Linked DNA regions of Macaca mulatta: region 2 is linked to region 1. A link is a contact called in public Hi-C data. All regions are on one chromosome and are shown on one strand. The core of a region is the stretch at or near the end of the contact, and the rest is flanking DNA. Distances in the headings are between cores, read along the strand shown. Region 1 holds the start of MYORG (myogenesis regulating glycosidase). Region 2 holds the start of KIF24 (kinesin family member 24).

Region 1 (5,545 bases), core at 1,930-4,429:
ATTCATTGTGCAAGACTGAGTCTTGTCCCTCTCAAAGGCATAGGGGAGTGGGAAAGTGTCTGAGCCTCTAGGAAGCTCAGAAACGATGCCTCATCCTAGTGCTGGAGAAATTGCTGTCCAGTGGCGGGGATCCGGTGGTTCCAGGTCCTCAACGACCGGAGCCCAACCCTCCCCAGGGACCAGCGCTCTTCCCTGAACAGCAGAAATGAGGCCTTGCCGGAAGGGAGACTTCCAAGGGGGGTTCCCGAGTCGGTGCTGCAGTGGGGGTTTTGAAGGGTGAGAAAGGAGAGGAGGATTTCCGAGCCTTGAGACAGACACCTTAAGTGCCGCCCAGGGGCTTGATCTAAGTCGGGGGATGAGAGTCAAAAGGCCCAACCCCTCCCTGCTCGCGGCTTCCTTCTTCTCCAGTTGTGTACCTCCCTACGAGCACCGGCCCGGAATGCAGTGTGCTGTTACAACTCCCCCGCCGTCATACTACCCATATCCGAACCTTAGGTAAGTCTAACGGGCACACACTCATTTGCACACGCACCCTGAAGTTTTGGTGAGGCGGGGCTGGGGGAGGATGGCTGGTAGATGGGATGAGAACGCCCCGCTGCGGTGCACTGACAGGCAGATACCACCAGGGGGAGCTAGTGCCATGGAGCAGTCAAAGGTGGTAAGGACAGAGGACCTTAGGACAGGGCTGGGAGGCCTGTATTGAAGGGTTACAGGTTGACAGTGGGCTTACAGCCAAAGGTGTTGGGTTCAGAGCTTGAAGTAACGAGTAAGAAGTCGATGTTAAGGAAGAAATATTGGGTATCAGCAACTTAACAGTAGAACCTAAGGTCAGGAGGTCAGTATTGGAACCCAAGTTCAGTGCTATAGGCAAAGTGTAGGGATAAGGTTAGCATTGCAAACTGGAGTCAGATATTCACTTTGACATATGAGGATCCAAAAGGGCTGACCCATCTCTTCCTGTAGATGGGACACAAGTCACTTCAAGAAGTCTGGTGGTCCCCAGAGAAACAACTATGTTATCCATCCTGAGTTTGTGTCTGAGACCTATCCTGACTATCGTTGCTGGTAGAGCCTGGGCTTGCTGGGCCACGGGGACAGAGCAATAAATAAACTCTTCACCCCCAAAGCCTGCCTCCTGTGTCCTTACCCAGCAGAATCTGGAAGTGAAGGGCCTGTCACTAGGGCCTCTACCAAACCCCTTCAACTGAGATGCAATTTTTCTCAAAGTCACCCTTCCCTGAGCCCTTCCAACCCCATCATCTCAGTATGTCCCTGAGTGCCCTCCTGACACAGAACAGTAGCCCTATATCCAGCTGCTGTCCTACTCCCCTGCATCCCAGAGCCCAAACGAATGTGTCCACCCTGCAATGCAGGCAGTAGCCATCTACTTCCCACCCCACGAAGACCCTCCAGCTAACATTTCTTCAGTATGCCCCCAAACTTAGATGCCCTCCCACTCATCAAAGGACCCAGGATCCTTCCTTCCACAGTCAAAGCCGTATCCCTACACCCAAAGCTCTTGATCTTTGCTTCCAGGAGTCCCTATCACAGCCTCCCAAAAGCCTCTCTGTGCTCAGACACCCTTGCTGCAAAGGTGTGTCCCCCATTCCAAGTCCAACTGGTGAAAACATAATTTTGAAGGGTCTCATGACCACGAAATTTCAAGTTGCAAAACAAAGCCCTGTTTCTCTGCCCCTCAGGGAGCGAGAGGGGCCATTCTAAAATCTCTGGGATCTTCAGTATTTTCCTTTCTGCATCAATTGATATGAAACCAGCTAGGTCCAGTGGCTCACACCTGTAATCCCAGCACTGTGGGAGGCTGAGGCAGGAAGATCACTTGAGCCCAGGAATTCGATAACAGCCTGGGGCAACATAAGGAGACCCCTTCTCTACAAAAAGTTTAAAAATTAGCAGGGTATGGTGGCACGTACATGTGGTCCCAGTTACTCAGGAGGCTGAGGTAGGAGGGGATAGCTTGAACCAAGGACACTGAGGCTGCAGCGAGCTATGTTCGCGCCACTGCACTCCAGCCTGGGGGACAGAGCGAGACCCTCTCTCAAAAAAATAAAATATGACCCGACGTGGTGGCCCATGCTTGTAATCCCAGCACTTTGGGAGGCTGAGGCAGGTAGATCACCTGAGGTCAGGAGTTTGAGACCAGCCTGACCAACATGGTGAAACCCCGTCTTTACTAAAAATGCAAAATTAGCTGGGTGTGGTGGCACGTGCCTGTAATTCCAGTTACTTGGGAGGCTGAGGCAGGAGAATTGCTTGAACCCGGAAGGCAGAGGTTACAGCGAGCAGAGATCGTGCCATTGCACTCCAGCCTGGGCAACAAGAACGACACTCAACAATAAATAAATATAAAAATAAAATAAAAAAGAAATAAAACCTCAGAGTCTTGCCCAGCCCCCCGGGGAGAAGGGCATGGCGGGGCACGCCCACTTTTCCGCAGCTTGGGCGTTTCTAACTAGAGGCTGTAACTTAGGAGGAGGGGCTGGACCCTATAAATAACTAGTCTAGGGGTGGCGGTTGGGGAGGCGAGTGACATTGCAAAATGCCGAGCAGAAACCGGTCTTCTCAGTCCCTGACCTCGGACACCGCTGGTTTGGTCCGGTGGGAACCGACAGCTTGGGCTCCCGGCAGGTTGGAACTACAGCTCCCTCCGTGGGGCCCTTGATTGGAAGCACCCTGCATTGGGCGCTAAGATAATCGCGGAATTCCGCCACCACTTTTCCACATGGAAAACTGAGGGCTTGTGAGAGCGTTATACCGATATGGCCTCCACCTGCCCAAATCAGGAAAAAAGGAATTCCAATGGCGAGCCCTGCTCCTTTACCCTGCAGCTCTCTCCCTCTCATTCTCATTTCAAACCTAGCCTAGAGGTGCAAGAACCCCAACCTTCCGCAGCTGCTCCTTTCTGCAGAACTACATGTCCCAGCAGGCCTGGGGTCGAGCCCAGCCCGCTTGCGGTTAAGCAGTGGCCCAGCAGGGGCGGGCCCGCCGGCGGGAGTCGGAGACTCGGGACGCAGGACTGAGCAAGCCCGAAATGCCAGGGGCAGAGCACAGAGCAGTGGCAGGAAGGTGGGGCTGAGGGGCGGGGCCTCAGGTCCGCCTGATAACCTGGGAGGAGGGGTCGAACGTCAAGGGCAGGGCTGGACTCTGAGGCCCGAGGCGAGACTGGATGACTGGGGCGTGGCCGAGGAGCCCCAGGGCGGGGCCCGAGGAGGGGCTCAGCTGTACCCTGCCAGGCAGAGCCCCGCGCGGCGCGGTGGCAGCTTCACTCTGGTTCAAGCGCAGGGGATCGGCGGGAAGCTCCTTCACCCCCGGTTCTGCCGGGCTGTAACTGCAATGGGTGAGCCCAGCGGGAGGGCTGTGGGAGGCGGGGGGCTGCTGAAGGAGCACGATTCCTGAACTTTCGCTCCCACCGATGAATGGGTGGAGCGAGCCTGAACACCTGGGCCCATTTCACGGCCGCATTCCCGCCAGGCGACAGGTCCCTTGACCTCGGTCGGCCCCTCGGACAGTATAGCCTTCGGGCGGGCTGCTCGGGTGGCTGTGCAGTATTCCAGGCTGTGTAAGCAGTCACTCGATCCCCGCGGATCCCGTCGCCGGGCAGGAGAGGGAGATGGGCCGGATCGAGTTGCCTTTGATATTTCCATCCCCCCTCTGGGAACTGAGTTCAACTAACGATTCTACTTGGAATGGATTCCCCTCAGCTGAGCCGGGCGTGGCCCTCCCCCTTAGACCAGACTAGCCGTGGCAGCCAAGACTGAGGTTGAGGGTCCAGTGGGGAAAGACTCAGCGGGCAGAGCCCAGGGAGGCCCACCCTGCAGACTCCACCTGCTAGCACTAGCCTTGGGTTGACTAGATGGCGGAGGCAGCAGATTAGAGGTCTCTGGCACCACTGTTAACACCAGAACCACAGACTTCCTCCCCCAAAGTCCCGGTACCAGATGCCATTAAAATTGCCCTCTCTGCTGCCCCTAAGAGGCTCTCGTGGTCGGCATGGAGCAAGCAGCAGCACCAGCCCTTGGAAAGACAGGCCTCACCATGCCCATCTGATGGAAGCCGGTCCCACCAGCTCAGCCCCAGGGCTCCTTTCTGCTACTGCATTCAGGCAGCCAGGTCAGATCATTATCTCCCATCTCCTAAAACTTAACACTGTGGGGAGCTGAGCTGGGATTTTAGATCCAGGCAGCCTTGCTACCTGGCTAACTTCAGACAAGTTCCTTTTTCTGTTTGGGCCACGTTTCCTCATCTGTAAAATGGTCACTGTACTATGTCTGCTGTTCCACATTGTTGATAGAACTGGATGCTGTGGTGGCATTTGGGACACTATCATGGTGCCTGGGGTGGGTGGGTGCCCAGGCCTGTGGGCTTCTGTCTTTCATCAAAGAACGTCAGATTCCAGAAAATTAAGATTCTCAAAACCTAACTATTGGAAAGGCTTTTGAATCCACCTTGGTGGCCTCTTCCTGCCTCCAGGCCTCATGAGATAGGCTGACTTCATATGAAAGTTTTGAGGATGAGGAAGTCTCTCTCCTCTTCAGATACTGACCCCCTCTCTCCTTATTTCCTTGGTGCCCAGAATGGGGCTTTGGTTATCTTGAATGAATGAATATAAACTCACAGGTATGATCTGAACCACCTAAGGCCTTCTTTGGGTTCTGCTCAGCTTGAGGGCATCAGCTAAAGGCCACTGGCTGCATTTTCCAGGAGGGGTTTTCTAAGCTGTATCTATACAGGAATGGGGAGGAAAGCTAAGTCGTTGTAGACTGAGAGAAAGGGAATAAGAGTCTGTTCCAGACAAGCTTAGGCAGCTGGGGGCAGAGGGCACTGAGAATGAGGCCCTGAGCTAGCACCATGTGGGGAGTGCCTATGGGAGGAGCTGTGTATTGACATGTAGGATCAAATTCTGCTCTACACCTTACATTCTTGCATGGGGGATGTGAAAAACCTGAGTAGTTCCGGCATCCCCTTGGAAGTCCCTGGGGACTTAGAGACAGACACTGGCATCTGGGAGGAGGCTAATTATTATTTGCCAGTCTCTTTCTCTTCCTCTGAGCTGGAGCAGTTGGGCAACCAACTGTCTGGCTGTGTGTATGCAAGTATGTGCACCTGGGTGGTGCTATTTCTTTGTTGGACTCTGCTCTGAAGCCTGAGACAGGAACGGTCAGTGGCCTTGAGTGGCAGAGTAGGACACAATTCTTCCCCTGAGCCTGTGTTTCCCTGCAGTCATATCTGTTTTTGTTGTTGTTGTTGTTGTTTGTTTTTTGTTTTGTTTTGTTTTGTTTTGTCACCCAGGCTGGAGTGCAGTGGCACAATCTCGGCTTACTGCAGCCTCGACCTCCTGGGCTCAAGTGATCCTCCCACCTCAGCCCCCCAAGTAGCTGGAACTACAGGTGCGCAACACCATGCCCGGCTATTTTTATTTTTTTTATTTTTGGTAGAGACAGGGTTTCACCATGTTGCTCAGGCTGGTCTCAAACTCCTGAGCTCAAGCGATCCACCCTCCTTGGCCTCCCAAAGTGCTAGGATTACA
Region 2 (5,545 bases), core at 1,909-4,408, 39 kb after region 1:
AGGAAACAGGAGATTTTACCTATAATGGCATAAATATTGGCTTCTAGGATAAGGCCAAAGTCAGACAAGGTTGGGACAAAAATCATTCTTAGTGAAGGGGATTTGTTAAGCAGCCTATTACTGCCATCTGCTGTACAATTCTAGAAAGCTAACTTGGGGAATTGTAACATTAAAGCCTGAAGCCTTTAGGGGTTCAAAAGCCTTTAGGAGTAAACAAAAACCCTAAAGGGGTTTTGTTGACTCATCTCATGTCTGTTGTGTGTATCCCATGCGACAGACAGTGTGAAGGATTGACAGATATGAAGCTGAATACTACAAAGCACCAACTTCCTAGAGATTAACAGACTAGTGAAAGTGGAAGACATTCCAACAGACAAGTTACAGTGTGTTTTGTGCAACATAAGATGGAAAAGCAGCAAAGAAGCATCTTTAGGTTAACAAGGTACCCCATAAGGATTCTGATGGGTCGTTAGTTCTCCCCCAGGCAGAAGGGAGGCAGATGCAAGGCATTGCCAGCAAAGGGAGGAGTGTGGGCAACACCCTCAAGCGCAAAATGACATCTCACTGGTAAATAGCTTAGTTTATATTCTGTAGGCAATGAAGCCTCTGACTGGTCTTAGGCAAGGATATAATTTGGTCACACTGACATTTTACAAAGACATTCTAGCTGCAAGCAAGGTGGGGAATGAATTAGGACAGACTGGAAGCAGAGAGATTAACCAGTTACAAGTCTACTGCAACAGACCAGTTAACAAATGATTCTAGTTAGATCAAGGCAGAGGCTGTGAGAAAGGAAAGGAAGGGATGAATCTGAGAGATATTTCAAAGTAAAATGGACAATATTGATATTTCATTGTCTAAGGGACAGAGAGATGTTTCATAAGCCAAGGGAAAGAGAAAGGCTTTGGTTTGAGTACCTGGGTGGAAGATGGGGTGCAAGTGAATCATTTGTTCGGGAAAAGTTGAATTAGAAGTGCTAGTCTACCCATAAGATAAATGAACAGATGTATCTAAAGTTCAGTGATCCTCTCATCCCATCTCTTCATTTCCCAAGGTGGGAATTTTCTTTTTTAAAATCATTTTTATTAAAATAATTTTTTCTCTCCTCCCCTCTCTACCAAGACCACGGTGAAAATTTTCTATTAGAGCAAGATATAGCTCCTACCATAGGTACCTCGGCAGCCCACATTCCCTCCAATTTAGGTAGGTCAAGCTGTCCAACCTGCCCCTGCATCTATCTGGTATTCCAAGCATTTTCATCCTCCTTTAATCAGAAACACAGAAAAGCATGGCTGTCTATGCAGTCAGAAAGGCCTAGCTATTGAAGTTAATAGTTGTCACTTAGAGCAAGATACTTAACTTCCTCATTGGTAAAACAAAGTTAACACCTACTTTTCATGGTTGTTGTGGAGTTTATAAATGATATATATAGAGAAAGGGTCTGACATTATCAGAAGTACTAAATACATGAGTTATTCTTATCCATGTGTCATAAAAGATCATCAGAAAGCTTCTCTGTTGTAAAGAAATGACTTTTCATTTTGTCTGTAAAACTGCTGAACACTGTTCACCACAGTATATACATTCCTTATAAGGTCCCACAGAATAAATTCCTTTTAATATAGAAACTAGAAAAATAATTTATCTTTTGAAGAATGGATTTGTTTCCTTATTAGTAAGAATTACCTTTTTTCCCTTAACTGACTAATTTTGGTCAAAATTGGGTACTCAATTACAGTAAGTACACCAACCCACTGACCAGTGTATTTGCCTGTTCTTATTATAAAGATAATAGCTACCATTTTTTAAGAAGTTACTACTTGCCAGGCGTTGTGTCAAGTGCTTTACCTTCATTATTTCACTTAATCTTCACAACAACCCGCTGAGGCATTACTGCCATTTTTCAGAGGAGTAGAAAGGGAATTATGGCTCAGAGATGTCTGGGTAGTGATTCAAATGTAGGTCTGCCTGACTCCTAACATCATTCATCTTAACCTCGACTTTATAATAGCGTTTTACATTTGACAATTTGATTGCATTGTTTTTTTGTTTGTTTGTTTGTTTTTTGTTTTTTTGAGACGGAGTATCGCTCTGTCGCCCAGGCTGGAATGCAGTGGCGCAATCTCGGCTCACTGCAAGCTCCGCCTCCCGGGTTCATGCCATTCTCCTGCCTCAGCCTCCCGAGTAGCTGGGATTATAGGAGCCCGCCACGAGGCCCGGCTAATTTTTGTATTTTTTTTTTTTTAGTAGAGACCGGGTTTCACCGTGTTAGCCAGGATGGTCTCGATCTCCCGAGCTCGTGATCCGCCCGCCTTGGCCTCCCAAAGTGCTGGGATTACAAGCGTGAGCCACCGCGCCCGGCGGCATTCAGTTTTTTTTTTTTTTTTTTTTAAGGCGGTGGGGTTCTCGTTCGACTTTCTTTACGTCTGCTATAACTGCCACGATATTACCCATTCAATAATTGAAGCAATTAGAAAACATAAAATCTCTTTTGGAAAGCAGGCGGGGTATAACAGGTAACAACAAAGTGAAATTGAGGCCCAGGGAGGGTCAGGTTTGGCGCCAGGGCCTCTGGGCCCTAAACCTGGACCTCTCCCGCCTCTGGGATTTGGATGACCCATCCCATCCCCACTCGGACGGGGGCAACCAAGGCTCACAGGGTCAGGGAACCTCCCTTCTCCCGGTGCAGATAGGAAAAATGAGGTCCTGAGAGCGGATGGGGCCTGGCCTGCCCACACCTCACTGCCAACTTGAAGGAGGGCACATCCATCTCGGGCCCTGCAGAGACCGGAGGCAGATTCCCATCGCTCCAAGGCTCATTTCCTCCACTAAGAACTAAATTCAAGTGGACCCTAAGCATACTCACCAGAAGCAGAGGGAGGCAGGAGGCGGATCTTGGACGGAAATTGGAAGTACACCGGCCAATCAGAAGAGCCTGGTTACGCTTGGGACTACCAATAGAATTTGGCAGAAGGCTCTTCGACCCGCCTCAAGGGTGCCTGTCTCACACGGAGAACGTCGCGAGATCTTCCCTCAAGCCGAACGATTGGCTGAAAGTCGGAAATTGAGAACTACGCCCGCTGTTTCTTCAGACCTCTGATTGGTCTTCTGGAGGAAAAGTCAACGAACGTCAACCGATTCCTTGGATGCCCATTGGTGGGTGGTGCGGGACTGGCGACGCGCGGGCCACAGCGCGGGCGTTCGAACTGGCGCTTGGTGGCGTTGCCATGGAGATGCGACCTGGCCGCCGCCGGTGACTCCCGGGTTGACAGGGCTCTTAAGTTGCGGGCCTTGGGGCTCACTCCCGACGGCACTGTCTTCTCCTCTTCTCAGACAGGGCAGACCGAGGAGTTTGGACCGAGGTGAGAAAGGGCGGGGAGAATAGAGGAGGGGTAGGTCTGGTCCGGAACCGTGGCGCCTGCCCTCCGACAGGGGTGCGCGTGACGTCCGCTGAGCGCGGGAGGAAACTGGCAGTTGTGAAGGAACCGGGAGTTGGCCTCTCTTGGTTCTTCCTAAAGTTCGCCTACTCTCCTACCTTTCATCCCCATATCTCTGCCTTTTCTTCAGCAATTATCTTGAATGCCACTTCTCTCACTTTGGGAGACTAAACTCTTGAGTCCCAATGTCCTCTTGCTTTTGAACCGATAACCCTGACCGTGCGGCACCTCTCTTACGGCGCTTCTGTTCGGCCTTGGGTTGTGTACTTCCGGGAAGCCCATTCTCTTCCCTTATCCCATAAAATTTTGAAGCCTTTAAGGTAAGGCAAGCATCGTTCACAATGTCTTGCATACAGTAGATTTTCAGGAAATATTTGTTGAGTTGAATTTAATTTACAAGAAATAGATTGGATTCCTCTTCATGCCCTGCCTCGTTGTCTCTCCGCTTCAGAGACAATTTTTTATTTCGAGGCTAGGGGAAGGCCACCCTAATCTTAAATGCAAAAGGACCTGAAAGTCCACAGTCCGCAGCGGGCCTTTCTACTCTTTGTGAAAGGCTAAACTTTTTTGGATTGGTTGCTACAACTCTTCCTGCATTTGTGGCTTTTAGCCTTGGTCTCCCAATAATTTTATTAGACTCCTTTTAGTCTTTGCTTAAAATAAACCATTCTGTTGCTGTATGCCGAGAGAGTTTATCTCCGTTTAGCTTCTTAGTGACCGGCAGCTATTGTCACATTTTAAGTGTGCTTTGGAAAATGTTTTAAAGCATCTTCTTTGTATTTGTATTCTACAAGTAGAGAGGCTTTGTAGTCTCTCTACTGAAGTGCATATAACAGCTGCTCAGGTGAACTCTCATCTATTCATCAGGTGTCCATGATAGAATTGCGTTCCTAAGACTGTTTCGTTGTTAACTCATGGATTATATATTGACAGTCTGATTGTTGGTGTGATTCTTCCTTATGTCAAATTCATAGCTCACTGGTGGCCTTAATAAAAGGAGTGAAAAAGTTCAGTACAGCAGCTATGTTCTTGTTACCCATTTATAAAAGTTTGAAACACTACCTTATTGCTAAACTGCAGATCTGTGATATATAGTGGAAACCCACTATATGTGGGTTGGCTTTGGCTCTGTCTCTGTCTCTAATTCACTGTGGGTGGCTTTGCAAGTCATTTAGTTCCTTTATTATTATGATTTTGGCTTTTTCTTTATTTTTTAGAGAAAAGATCTTGCTCTGTCACCCAGGCTGTAGTGCACTAGCATGATAATAGCTCACCGCAGCCTTGAACTCCTGAATTTAGCCCCTTTAGACCTCACTTTTTCCATCTGGAAAATCAAAGAATTGAATTAGATTACAATTCCTGTGGCTCTACTATCATCAAGTCAGGTAGTTGATGTCAGGTAGACCACTCGCTCTCAGCCTTCCAAAGACCAAACAGACTTTTTTCTTAGCTGCTGAAAGTGGTAGTAACCATTTATTGAGTGTTTACCCCGTACAAAGCACTGTATCCAGGGCTTTATATACATATTACATTTTTCTTAGTATAGCACATTAATGTACTGCTAAGATAGCATTTATTTAAAACTTGTGGTTTTATATTGTTAATGAAAATCTTTAGCTATTCAAAGTGTGTCCTTGGGGCAACCTAAGGTATGATCCTATCACTTTTTAGTTTAGGGGGAACCACAGTTTCTTTCTCTGGGCTGCTCTTTTGTCCTTTGTAAAGTGAGGGGCTGAACTCGTCTAGATCCCTTCCAGATCTAGTATTCTATGATGACTGATCTGTTAATCTAGTTTCCCCATAATGGCTCAGCAAACCAGTTTACAATTTGCACAGTGTAGATCCTCAACACATTTTGTTAAATAAATAATAGAGTTCTACTTCTTAAACTTTGGGTATGTGGTCATTGTATACCTCCCAAGTTACTGTCTCAAGGGTTTTGATGTTCATATCGTGTTGAATAAGAAGAGTTTTCTGTAGGTATAAACTAATAATAATAGTATAATATATTGTTGAGTGTTTATATACCAGACACTGAATTTAGCAGTTAATTTACATTATTCTGATTAACCCTCATGAAAGGAAACATTTTTTCCAAGTCAGCATTT

The links. A called contact is a pair of places that touch in the nucleus more often than the background predicts.
Region 2: a Hi-C map of fetal cortex germinal zone shows a contact between it and region 1, with 4 times the contacts expected there. The contact joins the promoter of KIF24 here to the promoter of MYORG in region 1. A contact is called at or near these places in 7 of 14 Hi-C or Micro-C datasets (CD4 T cells, blood, cortical neurons and 4 more).

What each region holds. Positions count from the first base shown.
Region 1 is chr15:65,313,543-65,319,087 of T2T-MMU8v2.0, forward strand. It overlaps MYORG (myogenesis regulating glycosidase), which reads left to right and starts at 3,180. Exons shown (of 2, transcript NM_001194089.3): 1 at 3,180-3,355. SPMIP6 (sperm microtubule inner protein 6) reads left to right here. Exons shown (of 7, transcript NM_001194086.2): 6 at 409-495; 7 at 964-1,126. The coding sequence ends at 495. It overlaps LOC144334657 (a long non-coding RNA gene), which reads right to left. Exons shown (of 3, transcript XR_013404768.1): 3 at 5,409-5,545.
Region 2 is chr15:65,352,098-65,357,642 of T2T-MMU8v2.0, forward strand. KIF24 (kinesin family member 24) reads left to right here and starts at 3,159. Exons shown (of 13, transcript XM_077965807.1): 1 at 3,159-3,362. It also overlaps a transcript of NUDT2 not described here.